Regions from separate parts of the Sus scrofa genome. Here region 1 is linked to region 2. The links are chromatin contacts, called in public Hi-C maps. All regions are on one chromosome and are shown on one strand. The core of a region is the stretch at or near the end of the contact, and the rest is flanking DNA. Distances in the headings are between cores, read along the strand shown. Region 1 holds the start of RPS28 (ribosomal protein S28). Region 2 holds the start of ZNF414 (zinc finger protein 414).

The links. A called contact is a pair of places that touch in the nucleus more often than the background predicts.
Region 1: a contact with region 2 is called in a Hi-C map of liver, with 4 times the contacts expected there. The contact joins the promoter of RPS28 here to the promoter of ZNF414 in region 2. A contact is called at or near these places in 2 of 5 promoter capture datasets (fetal liver and liver), 3 of 47 Hi-C or Micro-C datasets (heart right ventricle, liver and psoas muscle) and 1 of 2 datasets of contacts at active chromatin or transcription factors (alveolar macrophages).

Annotation. Positions count from the first base shown.
Region 1 is chr2:70,952,886-70,956,179 of Sscrofa11.1, forward strand. RPS28 (ribosomal protein S28) reads right to left here and starts at 1,887. Exons shown (of 4, transcript NM_001001587.1): 1 at 1,821-1,887; 2 at 1,690-1,737; 3 at 1,072-1,205; 4 at 824-894. The coding sequence starts at 1,859. The coding sequence ends at 1,083. It overlaps KANK3 (KN motif and ankyrin repeat domain-containing protein 3), which reads left to right. Exons shown (of 11, transcript XM_003123162.4): 11 at 381-658. The coding sequence ends at 449. NDUFA7 (NADH dehydrogenase [ubiquinone] 1 alpha subcomplex subunit 7) reads left to right here and starts at 1,959. Exons shown (of 4, transcript XM_003123185.5): 1 at 1,959-2,075; 2 at 2,529-2,578. The coding sequence starts at 2,025.
Region 2 is chr2:70,794,505-70,797,554 of Sscrofa11.1, forward strand. It overlaps ZNF414 (zinc finger protein 414), which reads left to right and starts at 1,360. Exons shown (of 8, transcript XM_021083890.1): 1 at 1,360-2,443. The coding sequence starts at 2,441.

The DNA of each region.
Region 1 (3,294 bases), core at 637-3,136, 160 kb after region 2:
AAGCAAGTGCCAGGATCTTCTCAGCACCTTCATAATTAAAATTCATCCAGTCACTAAGGATAACCTGACCCCCTTGCTGTACAGTGGGAAAATAAAAAAAATTATAAAAAAAAATATTCATCCAGTCAGCCTACCCATCCTGCACTCTCCTGTAGCGATGTGGGGAAGGAGCCATGGAGGTCAAGTGCCTCTTACAGGTCAGAGGGGACAGAGATGGGATTCAAACTCAGGCAGCCTAGTTCTGCCATAAAAGGTGGGATTCCTGCTTAGGCAGGATCAGTGTAGAGAGGCAAGATCTCCATTAGACTAAGCATCCCTGAATCTAACGGAACTGAAAGCCACAACGAAATGACAACTCCCACCCACCTCTCTCTCACCAGTTGTCCCCTGACTCCCCCATGGCCATGCCTGGTGAAGAAGGAGGTAGCGACACTGGAGAAGACCCCTGACTCACTGACTGGTCTGACACACTGGACCTGGGACTGGGAGAAAAGATCTTTCCCTCTCCCACCTCAGCCTCTGGGCCCAGCAGGGGGCAGGGTCCACCTGAAGGGGCTCACTTTGAACTCTCCAGGGTGGGATGGGAGCTGAGGAGTGACAGAGCCCCTAGTCCACCCACTCCTCCAGCCTTCTTCCCTAATAAAACATTCCTAATGCAGCTTGTCTTGTTTTGGAGATACAGACACATGGTTCTCCCTCCTCAAAAGACAACACCTTGTCAGGGAAGACATCCCCCTTCCAGAGTGCAGTGGGCCAGTGACCACTTCTGGGACCCACAAGAGTTTTATATGCCCAGTGACAACCCAGACAAAACCCCAAATTTACATACAATATAAACACTTTATTAACGGCAGATCATGATGGGCCAAATGGTCGATCCAGATATCCAGGACCCTGTAAACAAAGTCCGTGTGAGATGCTGACAGCAACCCCCCCTCCCCCGCCCCAAATCTCAGCTGACCCTTTTTACACACCCCACCACCAAGAGGCCCTCATCCATGGGCTTGGCCAAACCTCCCTCCCACCAGACAATAGTCTACCAGGGACCTGCTGCTTCCCACCTGCACTCACCAGCCACAACTTCAGCGCAGCCTCCGAGCCTCTCGCTCTGACTCCAAAAGGGTGAGCACATCACCCTCACGAACAGGGCCTTTCACGTTTCGGATGATGGAACGACTCGTATCGTCCATGAATTCTACCCGCACCTACAGGGCACGGGGAGACCAGAAGTCAGGGTTAGCCACGAATAAGCACTGTGGGATAAGCAGCCGATTTGGATTCAGAAAACGTGTCTGCCTAGAGACTCTTAAAAAGGAGACTGAGGCTTGGAAGCACGGACCGGCCAGAAGAGAAACCGAGACGTGCAATGAACAGCTCTCAAGAGCCAGAAACAACCAGGAGGAACAACTAACGTTCTTGGACCGCGGATGGGAACGCAAGCATTAGGAAATGGAGCCACAGTGGTAGTTGGGATAGATTGAACCAGTACGTCAGGGCCCTAGGAATGAGATTGACGGAGCCCAGATCCAATAAACAGGGTGAAGACTCGGAGCCTCTGTGAGCCATGGGGAAAAGGGTACGTATAGTTCTCAGATACCAGGGTACAGAACCTGGGGCACAGGAGTAACCATCCGAGGCTCAGATTCCAGCCCCCCACCCCACCCCCGCCCTGCCGTCTCCCCCGCTCACCTGCGTGCACTGTCCCTGCGAACCTGTCCTGCCCAGAACCTTGGTAACCTGCGGAGAGGCTGGGATCAGATCTGGCCCACCCAGTTCCCCTACTCCCTTACCCAGGCCCCCAAATCCGTGCACCCCCTCACCCTGGCGAGCTTGATGGGCTGCACACGGCTCGTGTCCATGATGGCGGCGCGGCGGTGGTCTGGCGGAGAGGAGTCACGTGCCTCGGGAAGAACTTTTATAGGACGTCAAGGCCCCGCCCACTCTCGCTATCGCGAGGCCATACGCCATGTTCCCAGCAGTCCTAGCGTAGAGACGTCACCGGCGCCCTTCAGCGCGGGTGGAAGATGGCGTCCGCTACTCGTGTCATCCAGCTGCTGCGGAACTGGGCATCCGGGGTGCGCGGGGCGGGAGTGGCTGCCCTGGGGGGCTGTGGGTTCCGTGCGCCCTGGATCCGCTCTCGCTACTCACCTCTTTCCTAGTACCTCTGGGACTGAGGCTATTTAGTGCCGAGTTTCCTCTAAGCCGGGACCCCTCGCTCAGCCCGGAACCCCTAACGCGTGACGCCCTCAGTCGGGGCACACCCACCTCCACCCCCAGCCCTTGGCCTTCTCTTGGCTGGGATCTCACTCACTCCTGCGACCTCCCTAGGCTTATATTTTTTTAGCCTTGGATCTTGTGGTCCCGGCTCCCCCTTTTCTCTTTACTTTCAGGGCCCACATCCTTGTCGCCAAATGCCCATCTTCCGCCTTCCCTTTATTTGTCCAGCTCTAGACTTGCCCCTGTTCGCCGGCCTTCTCCTTTTCTAGGGTACCCTGCAGGCTGATATGCTTCCTCTCTTTCTCCCACAGCGAGACTTACAGGCGAAGCTGCAGCTGCGTTACCAGGAGATCTCCAAGCGGTGAGCAAGCCCCGCTCGCTGCCCAGACTCCAATCCTGTCGTTCCTCCATCAAAAACAAAACCCGTGTTCTTTTAGACGCTGAAACGCTGGGCCTAAATCCTGCCTCCAGCTCCATAGCCGGCTCATGGAAGGAGAGATGTGCCTTTAATCTTGCTGGACTATGTCAGAGAATGCCGCTCTTGGAATACCCAGAATGGGCGTGGATTCTGAGTAGGAATTATCAGTGAGATTTGCAGTCCTCAGTGTGGTCCTGCTATTTGGTGTTAACATCCCCAAGCTACAGATGAAAATGTTCGCGTCTAGGAGGGACTAAGTCATTAGCTTAAAATCACTCGAAAACCAGAAAGTTACAGTGGGGATTAGAACCTAGAAATGTCTGGATTTGAAACTCTTTTGATTTTGAGTCCAAAAATTACTTGACATTTACAAGACCCGCATTTACAAATCTCAGCCCTTGGGGAGATCAGTGTGAACAAGAAAAGCTCTTCTGGTTTCTTTCATGGAGCTCATATCCTAGGGAGAGGGAGAAACAACATAGGGAAATAAACACACCAAGTTAAAACAAAAACAAAACAGTTTTCTAGAATGCTCTGAAGACAAGACAAAATGAATAAGGTGAGTGGTAGCTACCTCAGGTCAGGTGGTCAGGAAAGGTCTCAGGTGTTGACATTTGAGCCACCAGAAATGCCGAAGGATAGTTAAAAAACATTCTGGG
Region 2 (3,050 bases), core at 110-2,609:
TTTGGGCAGGGCACTGGGGATGGGAGTGGGTTTGATATCTTCTAACAGACAGCCTCTCACATCTAGGTTAGAGCATCTTCAGACTGCAAACCTCAGTCACCTTGCCCCCCACCCCCACTCAGCAACATCCTGTTTGCTCTTACAAAATTTCTAAAGTCCGGCCCCACCTCTCCCTTTCCTGGTTCCCTGTCCTTTCTGAAACCTTACCCCACCCTTCCCCAGATTGCAACAACCTCCCCCCCAAAACCCGCGCACACACACACACACACTCCTCCACCCTGCATCAAAATTGTTTTTTAAATTAATGATTTTTAACCATATTAATGATAATCAAAAGAAAAGGTTTTTTTGGAGTTCCCATCTTGGCTCAGCGGAAACAAATCTGACTAGCATCCATGAGGACTCAGGTTCAATCCCTGGCCTTGCTCAGTGGGTTAAGAATCCAGCGTTGCCATGAGCTGTGGTGTAAGTCGCAGACGTGGTTTGGATCCCAAGTTGCTGTGGCTGTGGCTGTGGCCATGGCTGCCAGCCGTAGCTCTGATTAGACCCCAGCCTAGGAACCTCTATATGCCGTGGGTGTGGACCTAAAAAGACAAAAAAAAAAAAAAAAAAAAAAGCAAAAAAGTAGATACATCCTACGTACATAGACAGAAACACAATATTCATAAAGGCTACACTTGCCTAGAACTCAACAAACACTTCCTGAACAGTTAAATAATGTATTACAGACATCAGAGATCAAAGATCCACTTTATTGTCCCACAATGACCCATCCTCCAAATGACAATGGGTAATTAGATGGTGTTAAAAATTCATGCTTAGGAGTTCCGTCGTGGCCCAGTGGTTAACGAATCCGACTAGGAACCATGAGGTTGCGGGTTCGATCCCTGCCCTCGCTCAGTGGGTTAATGATCCGGCATTGCCGTGAGCTGTGGTGTAGGTTGCAGATGCGGCTCGGATCCTGCGTTGCTGTGGCTCTGGCGTAGGCTGGCAGCTACAGCTCCGATTGGACCCCTAGCCTGGCAACCTCCATATGCTGCGAGAGCGGCCCAAGAAATAGCAAAAAGACAAAAAAAAAAAAAAAAAAAAAAAAAATTCATGCCTAGAATATAGACCACATTCCTCTTTCTACAGTTCGCAAGGGCCCTTCATGACCCTCCTTGCACCTTGTCCATGTCCATTTTCTTTCCTGTTATTTATTTATTTATTTATTTTTGCTTCTTAGGGCTGCACCTGCAGCATATGGAAGTTCCCAGGCTAGGGGTCTAATCGGCGCTCTAGCCGCTGGCCACAGCCACACAGGATCCAAGCCATGTCTGCAACCTACACCGTAGCTCAGGGCAACGTTGGATCCCTAGCCCACTGAGCAAGGCCAGGGATCGAACCTGCGTCTTCATGAATACTAGTTGCGTTCATTAACCACTAAGCCACGATGGAACTCCTGTCCATTTTCTGACCTCCACTCGCTGCCTCCACTCTGCTCCAGCAATGCGCTGATAGCCTCACTGTTTCTTGAAAAAGACAAGATTTGTTCCTCCCCAACTCAAGCCACATGCACCAGCTTTCCATTCTTTTCAGAGCGCTATGGTCCCCAGACCTTCTACTGGCTCACTCTTTTTTGACCATCAGGTGACAGCTCAGATGTCACCTCACAGAGAAGCTTGACACACAACCTTCTGGGGGGTTTTCCTTTCTATATGAAGGTGTTTCCTTAATATAAGATGGTTTTCTGCATTTGTTGATTCATTGTTTCCCCATATTAAAACGTGAGCGGCCCCTGGTAACTGGGATGTTGGTCTGTTCTGTTCATTTTTGGGTCCCCAGTGCCTAGCAAACTGTAGGCACTCAAGGAATGGAGTTTGGGTTAGGTGATTCATTCCACACCAGTACATCCAGGGCTCTCCATACGTCTTCCTGAGGACGGTTAGCTTGCTTCCCGTCCTTGGCTATCTCAACGGACCCATTCCAACTTCAGAACTAAGCGCACTGAAAAATTTGACGGCCACTGTCAATTTCCTTACGAAGAGGCGGCTCACCAAACACGACATCTTTGAAAAAGAAAACCGTTTTTTATCCCCCTTCGAGGTATGGTGACGGTACGTGAGAGAATGAAGATGCTCATTTTGCAGAGAAAACTGAGGCCCAGGAAGCTTTTAATCCCATATCTCTGCGCACAGACTGTGCTAAATCTGCCCGATAGAACCGTCCTCGGCTTGCAAATCCACGCCGGCCCTACTTCGGCTTTCAAAGGAAAACCCGGGTGTCAGGCCCCGCCCCCTCGCAGGGCACAGCCAGCAGGCCCCGCCTCCGTTCTCGCGAGATCTGGAAGGCGGAAAAATGGCGCTGACGTGAGCACGAGCCTGCGGCCACCGAAGGAATCAGTGCAGCTTTAGCTGGAGCTGTCGGAGCCGAGGGAACAGGAGGCAGAATCGGGGCGAGGATGGTGAGCGCGGCGACGGGGACGCGGACGCGGCGAGCCAGCGGGGACTGGCGGGAAGCCGCCCGGTAGCGCTCACAGCCTACGGCCGACCCCGCCCCCACATCCGGGCACTCGCTCGCCGCTGGCTGTCACTAGGGGCGCACCCTACCCCCTACTTCCGGGTCTGGCTTCTACTGGGCCACGCCCACAGCTCTCGGGCACCGCCCCTGATCTTTATACAGTCGCCCCCCCCCCCCCCAGCCCAGCACCTCCAGTTCACCTGCATATCTCGAGCCCGGCTGATAGATATATTTCCTTCCTCAAAAATCTACTTGGCCTTTTGTGGTCCCTCCAGCATCTTCTTAGTCGCACCCTGTTCAGAGCCCCATCTTTCTCCACTCCCTTCCCCTGGGCGGGCCTCCCACCTTTCCAGGTTAGGGTCTAAGGCATGCTTCTTTCATATGGGTGATTCCTGAACAGGTACCCCCTTATACATTTGGGACAACTTGGCTCCCTCCCAGAGAATGGGGGCACAGGAGGCAGGAGCCAAATCCACCCTCACCCCCTGCCCTCCATTTATGGTGACTCCTTAGGATGGCGGCTGACTGGGTGATGTCTCTGGGACATTGGC